Regions from separate parts of the Hordeum vulgare genome. Here region 2 is linked to region 1. A link is a contact called in public Hi-C data. All regions are on one chromosome and are shown on one strand. The core of a region is the stretch at or near the end of the contact, and the rest is flanking DNA. Distances in the headings are between cores, read along the strand shown.

Region 1 (5,783 bases), core at 440-2,939:
AAGTGTTCTTCAAAGATTTTGTTGGAGGAGCTCAAGTATTATTTCTCTTGCACTTCAAAGTGCATTTTTCCCTCCATTTTCCTTTGAGGTGGTGCTATAGCATTCTTGATTCATGAATGAGATATTTAAACCCACCAATTTCTTCGATCATGAGATATTTTAAATCATGATTTCTTCATTGAAGTTATCTTAGATTCGATTTCACTTAAAGCTTTTCCTAAGGATTGTTGCTATCATGGTGCTTATCATTAATCCAAGTTCTCAATGTATCCTCTTGGTGTAAGATGTTTTGCATATCTTGTGGCTCCCAAGCAATCTTTGTTTCCGTTAGTGGTTGGTTGTCACCTCATAATTTTGAGATGGTTTCCATAAGCCCACAACCACCTTATTCTTTTTGTTATTGATTTGCCAACAACTCCGTCGAGTCCTTCCTTGTAAGGATGCTTTTCTAATTCAGTTGTGGTAGTAGTTGTCATTTCCTTCTCCGTCAAATGATCTATTTTCTATTCTTTTGTTCTAGAGACTTTATGATGTTTCTCTCTTTCATCCATTATCTTGTTTTATCAAGATCATGTTAGTCCCTTGCTTGTCTATTTAACCGATGTGTTGTGCCCACTCTTCAAGCTCTTTCCATCTTATCAAGTTTTACCTCTATTGTCCTACCGAAGCGCTGCTCAAATTTCTTTTGAATTCTTGCTTGTTCCTCATGTAATTCTTCATCTCTTGCAATCTTCAAGGATCGTGGGTTTACTCGGTTGTCAAAGAAGCCACTAAGTTTACCTCTTCCTTCCTTTTTCCTCTCCCCCCTTTCATACTAAGATCTCGGCTCGAGATCTCTTATTACTGGAGGAGAGTTATAACGACCCGGAACCGATGCTCAGAAGATTCCTTTTTTATTCCGTTGTCGTTGTGTGATTTATTTGGTTGTCGCATTCGTCATCACATCATTCACATCATCCACATTGCATCGGCACTTTGTTGCCATCATTTTTTTTCAAAACTTGCATCCGTTGCTAGTTGTCGGTTCTCTCTGGATTTTTTGTTGACTATTTCGAGACCAACTACACACCCATGCGCCCGCAGCATCATTGAAATATTGTTTTTAAAAATGCGTATAAAACTTTCTTCGAATGGGTTGAAATTTGGTGTGCGGTCTTAATATAGTGTAGATAGACCCTCTGCCAAATTTTGTTGCATCCAGAGATCGTTTGATACCCGAACCATTAAACCTATAGCGGCACTATAGCCGATCAAATTAGGACATTTTTTATATATAAAAGTATGTTTTCGGGCTGACCGTTTTCCCTCTCGTCTCCGCCTAGCCCGTGTGCATAGTGCATCAACCTGCACGCAACCTAGTCCGAAAACTCTTCGACCTGATCCTAGACGGCCACGACCTTTGGGTACGGATCAACCCCGTAATACCCCAAACCATCATTGGGTTTTTAATTAGACTCTCTAACCTATTTTTTTCCCGATAATCCAATTTAAATTGAAGGGTCTAAACCTAATCTCAATTTTCTATTTATAGACCAACCCCTAACCAAATTAGTCCAAACCGTAGAAGCTAGGAGATTTGTCCCATCGACCAGCCGCCTCCAATCCCCTCCTACCTCGGGGTCCCTCCCGGTCCATTCCACCAATCACATCGCCCGACCACCTCCCTTGATTTTTGCAACTGCCCAACCATAAAAAGCCACAGCCTCGCTCGTCTGCTGAGCTCTTCAACCCCATCACAATGGAGAGGCCTCACTGTTCCACGCGCCGACCGCAGAGCTCCGTTGGCATCCAGCCATCCCTCGTGCTTGGCCTCGTCCAACATGAGCTCCTTGGCTTCTCGTGCCCGAGCTGCCTCCTGTGCGTGCCTCGCCCGCTACGCCTTCCTTTTCCTTCCTCTGATTTCTTGTTCTCTTTTGTGTGCTCCCTGAACTCTCTTACATCTCTCTGTTTTAGCAAGGTGGCCACCCGATTTGGACCTCCACAGCCTCCGCCAAGCCGGATCGAGCTCCGCCCCTGACCAACCTCGTCCCACAGTAGCCCGAGCACCGGATCTCCGGCGTCCCATCGCCCGCCCGCCATCTCGTCAGAGCAGCCGGACCCCTCATTCCATGCGCCCTCCGCCATGGCTGCCCATCCATGGAGCTCCGCCTCTGAGTGAGGAATCTGCAGCCCTGCGTGCTCGCCGACCCCGCCGACGTGGAGTGCAGCATGCCGTCGACCATCTCTTGCCCATGACAAATCACGCCGCCGCTCCCGTGCATCTCCCGTCGGTAGCTGTGTTTGCTACTGCCAAATACCAGCGAGATTCTCGTGTGTTTAGGGAAATCAAGGCTAGGCCCTCGGTTTTGTTCTATGATAGCAACGCCCTATTTTAGCAGGAACATGGGGTTGGTGTGGTGGCTAGGGCCACTTGTTTCCATCCACGAGAATAAGGGTTCGAGTCCCAGGCACGAATTCCATTTTTGTTACTTTTCCTATGACATGGACACTTCGGCCGATTCCACACATGGGCCACTGCAGGTTTGTGCAATCCGGCTCGTGTTATTTTTTTCTTTTCTCTGCCACGAATTTCAATTGCTAATAACTAAATCTCCATGCATCAAATTTAAACATGTTCTATATGTTATATGATCAGATTTTTGCGTAGATTAACAATTTGCAACTTTCATACTTTAAAAAATATTTAACTTGTTGTTTTCATTTAATTTGTATAATGCCATGTGAAAGTCGATTTGTCTGATAATTAATTAACTGTAGCTTCGATTAAAATGATGAACATATGTAACTTGACTAGAAAAATATGTATAGTAAATTGATGGCATTTATTTTAATGTTTAATAAATTTAAAATTGTGTTTTAGGCAGAACAGTAACAAATTCAATAATTACATATGTGGTTGTTCCGAAAATACTATATGTTGTTTTACGCCTCATTTAAAATACCTAGATGATGTAGTTGGTCATACTTTTGCTATGACATGGTCACTTGGGCCGATTCCACACCTGTCCACTACAGGTTTCTGCAATCCGTCCCGTATTGTTTTTTCTTTTCTATGTTGTGATTTTAGTTTATATTCACGACATGCATAGTTTGTAAAATGCCACCAATTTCAATTGCTAATAACTAAATCTCCATGCATCGAATTTAAACACGTTCTATATGTTAAATGATCAGAATTTTGTGTGGATTAGTAATTTGTAACTTTCACACATTTGAAAAGTATTTAACTTATTGTTTTGATTTAATTTGCATAATGACATGTGAAAATTGGTTTGTCTCATAATTAATTAACTGTAGCACCGATTAAAATGATCAACATATGTAACTTGACAGGAAAAACGTGTATAATAACATGGTGGCATTTATTTTCTGTTTACAAAATTTAAAGTTGTGTTTTAGGCAGAACAGTAGCAAATTCAAAAATTACATATGGAGTTGTTTGGGAAATACTATATGTTGTTTCGGGCCTCGTTTAAAATGCCTAGATGATGTAGTTGTTCATACTTCACCTCCTGCCATGTTTAACAACATTTAAAATGATTGTTTAGTTAAAAAACATTAACCCCATTCCTCTTAAATACGAAGACTTATTATTTTTGTATATGTATGTTCTCCTTCTCCATTTAAAATTGTGTAATTCCATCTTCACCTTATGCTATGACCACCCATATTAAAGAACATTTAATATTGATGAGTACATGAACGATAGTAAACTAAATGATTCAAACGTAGAGTTTCGTCAATATGCAACCGTTGCATATTGAGCTTCACTTAATGTGTTGTATTTGTTTGTTGTGATTGTCATGCCTTGCATAATCGTGTGGTCATGCATCATAATTATTTGCACATCATGTCATGCATATGTTGTGGTGTTTATCGTGTGTTGATTGTTTGTTTTCGGATTATTTCTTCTTGATAGAGTTCTGAAACCTCTTCGAAGTGTGAGGATTCGTTCGACAAGTTGGTTTGTCTACTTCACGGATTTGTTCTTCTTTTGAGAGGGATCACAGGCAAGATGATCATTTTCCTAGATACCACTACTATCATTGCTGTGCTAGTTGCCTCGTTTCTATCTCTATGTCTTGCTCCCTACCACCGTCTATGTCAAGTCTCCCAACATTGCCATGAAAATCCTCTAACCCTTCCACATCCGGGCGAATCTTTGTGTGGCTATGTTACCGCTTGCTCAGCTTTCTTATAGTGTTGCTAGTTGCAGGTGCAATTGCTTCCATGTGTCAACATGGATATTTTTGAGATATCATCATATTACTGCTATTTAATTTAATGCACCTATATTCCTGGTAAAAGATGGAAGGCTTGGTACTTTGGCTCTCTGTTTTGTGCCATCTTTGCCGCCCTAGTTAATTGTGTACCCGTGTTATGTTCCATATTGAGCACTCCTAACATGCTTAGGGTTGTTATGGAGACCCCCTTGATTTTTGTTTTGGGATAAAACTCTTCTGGCAAGGCCCAAGTTTGGTACTGTATTTGCCCAACATAATAAATATGAACAACATTATTAAAATATAGGGCATCATGATGTTGGGGAACGTCGCATGGGAAACAAAAAATTTCCTACGCGCACGAAGACCTATCATGGTGATGTCCATCTACAAGAGGGGATGAGTGATCTACGTACCCTTGTAGACTGTACAACAGAAGTGTTAGTGAACACGGTTGATGTAGTGGAACGTCCTCACGTCCCTCGATCCGCCCCGCGAACTATCCCGCGATCAGTCCCACGATCTAGTGCCGAACGGACGGCACCTCCGCGTTCAGCACACGTACAGCTCGACGATGATCTCGGCCTTCTTGATCCAGCAAGAGAGACGGAGAGGTAGAAGAGTTCTCCGGCAGCGTGACGACGCTTCGGAGGTTGGTGATGATCTCGTCTCAGCAGGGCTCCGCCCGAGCTCCGCCCGAGCTCCGCAGAAATGCGATCTAGAGGAAAAACCGTGGAGGTATGTGGTCGGGCTGTCGTGGAAAAGTCGTCTCAAATCAGCCTTAAAACCTCCGTATATATAGGTGGGAGAGGGGGGACCTTGCCTTGGGGCTCAAGGAGCCCCAAGGGGGTCGGCCGAGCCAAAGGGGGGAAGGACTCCCCCCAAACCGAGTCCTAGTTGGTTTGGTGGGTGGAGTCCTTCTTTCCTTTCCCACCTCCTCTTTTTTTTACTTTTCTCTTTGATTTTTCTTCCAATGCGCATAGGGCCCTTTTGGGCGGTCCCACCAGCCCACTAAGGGCTGGTGCGCCACCCACAAGGCCTATGGGCTTCCCCGGGGTGGGTTGCCCCCCAGGTGAACTCCCGGAACCCATTCGTCATTCCCGATAACTCCGAAAAACCTTTCCGGTAATCAAATGAGGTCATCCTATATATCAAACTTCGTTTCCGGACCATTCCGGAAACCCTCGTGACGTCTGTGATCTCATCCGGGACTCCGAACAACATTCGGTAACCAACCATATAACTCAAATACGCATAAAACAACGTCGAACCTTAAGTGTGCAGACCATGCGGGTTCGAGAACTATGTAGACATGACCCGAGAGACACCTCGGTCAATATCCAATAGCGGGACCTGGATGCCCATATTGGATCCTACATATTCTACGAAGATCTTATCGTTTGAACCTCAGTGCCAAGGATTCATATAATCCCGTATGTCATTCCCTTTGTCCTTCGGTATGTTACTTGCCCGAGATTCGATCGTCAGTATCCGCATACCTATTTGAATCTCGTTTACCGGCAAGTCTCTTTACTCGTTCCGTAATACAAGATCCCGCAA
Region 2 (5,837 bases), core at 47-2,546, 200 kb after region 1:
CTTTTCTATTCTGGCCAAAAGTGGAGTTTGTACTACAACCCCTAGTTATATTGTTCCACAAATTCTATAAAAAAATTGGGGATGTCAAGTAATGCATGGGATTCACTTTTATAAAAAATCCAACCTTGTGCCTTGGAAAAATTTAGCAAAACAACTCTTTTTCTTCTTTGATCCAGTTTGGTACTTTGTACTACAACCATGTTTTTCCTTAATCTGGTTGCCTTTAGATTTTGCATGCTTGTGTGACACCCTAGCAAAACCTTAACTCCATGAGTTGAGCCCCATTGAATGATTTTAAATGCATGTGATGTTAGCCTGAACATTTTGTTCAGAAATGATTTTCTCTAACAATTGCATTACCAAGTTATTCATGTGGCATTTCATCAAGCACCTTGGGAGCATAGACATATTTGGCATTATTCTTGATTTGCTCTATGGAGTTGTTTCCCCAACCAAACCCTCATGTCCACCAGACCTTCCCATGCCCCTAGCCTAACCCTAGTAAATCTTAGCAGCCTTGGAGTCCATTGGTGATGCCTGGCATTTCATCGAACAGGTGTTGTGCGTGCTCTAGACATGCCGAGAGCACACATTTTGCACGCGTGTGTGCCGAGCCGTCGCGTCTGTGCACCTCCTTGCCGTTTTGGTCTGTTGTAGAGTCACGTTAACGCTCTCCCCAGACTGTTGGCCGCCCTGCCCTGAGCGGCGCAGCGCGTCGGCCTGCAGCTCTGGCAACCTGCCGACCGCAGCGGCCCGTCTAAGCAGTGGTCGGCGCCGCCCGGACCTTCCCCACATGCCAGGTGCCCCGGTTCCCCTCCTGCCTCGTCTTCGTGTAGCCCCGCTACCCCTGCTGCCCCTGGTGCCGACCCTGTTGCCTCCGGTGTGCTGCCATATGGATATCACCGCCATGCTTATCCCCTGACCGCCGCAGAACCGACTCGGAGCCGGCTATAAAGAGCCTCTCCAGGGGCTGTTGTGTACTCAATTCCTCTCTTCGAGCCATAGGAAGCTCCTCCTGAGCCGCAGCTGAACCAGAGCCTCTTCTCCCCTCACCTCTGGCCGAAGCACTGGCGTGCCCGGCGCCTCCCGCGGTTGTCGAAGCTCTGCCCCGTCTAGAGCTCCCTGGGCCCTCCTCCACCCTCCTCGAGGTGCAGCTCGTAGATAGGCTGAACGTCCAGAACGGTGGCCCGTGCCGCCGACAATCGCTGCCGGAGCCCGCCCCCGATGATGTCTCACAGCTTGAGTGGAACGAGACAAATCCAACACGTGGCCCTCACATGTCGGTTAGCCATCCACTTCGCTAGCTAGCGAGTCCCCCGTGGTGCGTTTTCATTCGGTTAAAGCGTATTTTCTGCAGCCGTTTCGGTAGGTGCGCTTTCTCTGGTGGGAAGCGTATTCCTTCTGAAGCACTTTCCTTTTGGTGATTTTATTAAAAACAGAACTGACCAGGATTTTCAAAAGGCTCGAACTTTCTATAAAAAACTCCAAATGGACTGATTATTTTTCATACTTATTTAAAAATTCCTCAAGTTTATTTACAAATTTATTTTAAAAAGATTAAACAACTTTTGTGTGCTGTTTTGTGTCTGTGTGTTAATTCAAATATTTTCAAAATAGGATTTTGGAGAGAGGAGACCTACTTCAAGATTTTGGGATAGACCTCACCCTCCTCAAACTTCAAAGGCAAGCATCTTGAACTCTGTTTTTTCATAAAGTGGTGTGATGTTTGTTGTGGTGCATCTATTGTGTGATTTTAGATTTTGTTAATAAAAATCTCGCATGAAATCATACCTTGCATAAGAGCATGTGATGGATATTGTTGTTGCTAAGTTTGTGGAAGGCAAGTGGTGAGTGGTTACTGCCTCATACTTCGTATGCTATGTGCGTCTGGACAACCTTGGAGTAACGGTGTCTGCTGGAAATGAGACCATGGGCTGACACCTCGTGGGACGAGAGTGGTTAGTGAAAGCATGTCGGGGTGTGATGGTAGTAACCCTTAGTTAATTCCTTCAAGAAAATTGTGTGGTGCTAAGAATTCCAGGAAAATAGTAAACTCCCTAAGTCGACCGTTGATCGAGTCTTATCTGTGTGTCGGCTTATCTTCGTGCTGCCATAGGTCTTTCCGAAAGGGAATGCGGTCTAGTAGGTCATAAATCTATTACCAGGTACACATCAAGTAGAGAGGACGGGATGAAGGTATCCATGGCCCTGGACTAAATCAAGTCATCTGGTCAGGGGGCATGGGTGTTTCCGGCCTGGGACCCAAAGGGAGCGGCCATTACCTTGTAGCGCGCGGTATAAATTTGATCCCATGCTAGTCGAGGTTGGAGCCTCCCCGTCTTATGGATTTTCCCTAGCATTGTAGTCCGAGTGATGTCGGTCTTCGCGGTGGAAAATTGGGTGTGTAGTGGTTCTGAGAGTTTACTTCTGAGGTACCATACACGGGATTAGTCCGAGTGACTAATGAAACCCGAGGGCTGTGGGTAAAAAGTACACAGTACCCTCTGCAAAGTCAAAACTATTCGAGTAGCCGTTTCCATGGTCAAGGACGACTGGTTGACTAGTCAAGTGTGGGTCTGAATGTCGATCTTCAGAGGAAGTTAAAGAAATCGTAAGACTAATCAGGAAATGTGGTGGATGATCATATTATTATTATTACTGTGGACTAACCCCTATGATTATGATTGATGGATATCCGTGGGATGGTTCTACCTCCTGGATATTCTATATTTATTATTGTTTTATATAAGCCCTTTATATGTTGTTGCTCAGAAGCCCGATTGAGGCATGCTTATTATTATTTCTTATAAGCCCTTTTTGTGGTGTCGCTAAGACGCCCGACTAAGGCATGCTTATTATTATTTCTTATAAGCCCTTTTTGTGGTGTCGCCTAAACGCCCGGCTGTGGTATGCTTGTTATTATTTATTACAAGCCTTTCTATGGTGTAGCTTAGACGCCTGACTATGGCAACTGTTAATACTTGCATGTGAGCCCTTTAGGTGGTGTCGCTCCAACGCCCGACTGCGGCACACATGTTATTACTTATTCATGGTTACCTTCCTTGCTTGTTTATACAACATTGGTGGAAATTGCTTATCTGCATGAATGCATCCATGAATTAAATTCTAATGGCATGGTAGAGTTATTAAGTGGATTATGCGTGCATCTCCCCTGCTTTAACTTATTTCTTTTCTTGATGTTTGCGAGTACATTCAAAGTACTCACTGGCTTGTCCCTGGCTATTGTGCTGGCCAAATTGCATAAAAAGAGGAGCACGATGCCATCAACCCCATAACCTAGGAGCCTCGGATAGCACCCTTATGAGATAGGAATTTATCGAGGTCAGCTGTTCTTGTGGGAATGAAGTCCCATGGACGTTGGAGATTCCTCGACTCACTTCCGCCGTCAACATCAAACATCTGTCCAAACCAGTAGACCTTTATGGTATTGTAACCCAGATTTTGTATTTTTTTCTTGGATATATTTTATCAAGTGAGTGTCTACCAACTAATAGTAGTCCTGGGGCTGGTGAACACAAAGACCTATTTTCTGAAAAACCGGTCGCTACAACCTTGGTATCAAAGCCAGGCTCACCATTGGTTAAACCTATCTTAGCTAGGTCGCTATCCCCACCCCATATATATATATATATATATATATATATATATATATATATATATATACCTAGCCTACCCAACGGAATAGTCAACCACAGTAGACATCCGACACCTTTTTGGCAAATGGTGCTAACCTGTCAGCCCAGCCCTTAAGCTTTGTGTCTATGACCGACACCAGAGCTGTCGCATCTCCTAGCGTGCGATGAAAGACTCCCTATTCTATATAGGAAGGCCTTGCCTCAGCCCAGCAACCCGCAAATTTGAGACCACCACTCTAGTAAAAACCACTTGACTTGCAAGATGCATGGCCGCATTCTTTGCAACGAGACCATCGTGTTTGAGCCTCGGGACTTCGTAGTCATCCTTGCCAACCTCAGCCACCAAGTTTTTGGCATAGAAGAGCCTCCGGTGTATGTTGTACATGAGGAACCAGCGAGTGCGGTTATACGTTACTTTTGGCATGTGTGCACCTCTATGGAGGGAATTCCTTGTTGGAGTGCCCTCACCATTTCACTGGTAGAGTAGCCACATATGAAGGCTTGTAGCCCGAGAAGCTATAGTCCAACTGCGACATCTGTCGCCATGGATGGATAGCCAACCATTCGGCTACTATCCTTGTTGTGAAGGCTATGGTAGTCTGACCCGAGTTGCTAGTGAATACCTTGAGGAAGACCCTACATTGGTGGAGATTGTGCGCTATTTGAGAGCGCAGGAGGCAGTCATCAATCAGATCGCCTCTGACTTGGTCATGAGTCGCACACCAACTGCTCGCCAGAACCCGGGAGATCATGAAGTCGCAACCGCCTCCAACAACGAGCACATCTTGGTTGGAAGACCTATTAGATCTCTAAGGTCTGCCCCAACCTTTATGTTAGCTCACCCGACCATGACCCCGGCGGAGCTTCACCACAATTTGGATGCCTTCTGTTAAGAAGTTGTGCCAAGGTCATGCCGTCCAAGACGTCGTTGCCACCGCAACCCTCTATCCCCGTTCCATAGCCCTGTTGACTCTCGAGCCATGGTAAATGGAGGAGCCGTACTGGTTACTGAACCCGTCCGCTCAGAGAGCAATGAAGGCGGAGCGAGTCCGTCAGAGTAGTTGTTTGGCCTTAGTACCGAGTGTTGCCATGTAATGTTGTATTCACGTGTTGTAATAGACCCTGTTTTAAATAAAATTGCAGGATGCGTGCACGCCTTTGTTTTTAAAGGTAGAATTGTGTAGAGCAGTCCGTGCGGCCTTTGAATAAATTTTTGGGCGTGACCACCCAGCCACCAAGCTAGCTAACAGAGTGATGTGTCACTTGGGAGTTGATACCCGAGTTTCCATACCGATGAACCAAGACACACCAGTGTCATACGGTGTGTCCCTAAACGAGGTACCTAGCGAGACCAACCATGACCGCGCCTAGCACTTCTCACCAAGTGTGCTACGGTGAGCCAGTCCTCCCCATGAATACCCATTGGGATTCATTCAGAAATTCTAGATACAACCCCACAAAGGTAATCATGTTGCCTCGTAGCCCAGTATAGAGCAGACCTAGTGTAACCATCCCTTGTCCTTCAGGTCTTCGCAAAGGGTGTTGATCCATCAATGGGTGGATAAATTCCACACTCCTTCTATTGGAATTTTTTCCCATATTTTCCATTGGTGGGCGGTTGTTGTCAGACAAAAAGGGGACACGTTCTCCAGACTCCTTCTAGGAGAAGTAGAATGTGTTTCCCCGATCGGGAAGATTTTCTCGGGAACCCCTTGCCCGTATCTCGTTAACCGCCATCAGAGTATATGTTAGTCCAGTAGTATGTTTTCCTGATGCTGGCTGTGCAGCAGTGTACTATTTGATTGCATTGTTTGCACCTACATATGAGTGAGGGTGTGCTATATGATTATCTTGTTTGCGCATGCAATTGAGTGGTCATGATTCCGTGTTTTCATGAGTGAATTGTTTTCTCTTCCTAAGCAAATCTCGGGCACAAGATTTAGTTTTAAGGGGGTAGTGTGTCTCACACCTCAAAAATTTAATAATATTTTTATAAAATAAAATATTGCCTAGAATAAATTTTTTGAGAAATAATTTACTTCATGACTCTTCTCAAAGCCTCTTTCCAAAAACTTTTCTTTTCAAGTGGAATTTTAAATATCATTTAGTGCTTGAGCCCCTGCTTGAGACCATTTGAAATTCTTTATTTAATTAAATGGGGATATTATTTTGGCCATGTTT

The links. Hi-C and Micro-C count contacts between places; a contact is called where the count stands out from the background.
Region 2: a Hi-C map of leaf shows a contact between it and region 1, with 3 times the contacts expected there. The contact joins two enhancer-like sites. A contact is called at or near these places in 2 of 6 Hi-C or Micro-C datasets (leaf and seedling).

The regions. Positions count from the first base shown.
Region 1 is chr3H:253,793,137-253,798,919 of MorexV3_pseudomolecules_assembly, forward strand. No RefSeq gene overlaps it. Among protein-coding and RNA genes, the nearest start is that of LOC123445862, 160 kb to the left of the region's middle. Within about 2 kb of position 1,690, at least 3 of the 3 cell types and tissues checked have open chromatin away from gene starts, as enhancers often do. A contact at or near this core is called in leaf, where this site is marked.
Region 2 is chr3H:253,994,010-253,999,846 of MorexV3_pseudomolecules_assembly, forward strand. All of the region lies in intron 1 of LOC123439846 (a long non-coding RNA gene), which reads right to left. Among protein-coding and RNA genes, the nearest start is that of LOC123439846, 5.2 kb to the right of the region's middle. Within about 2 kb of position 1,297, at least 2 of the 3 cell types and tissues checked have open chromatin away from gene starts, as enhancers often do. A contact at or near this core is called in leaf, where this site is marked.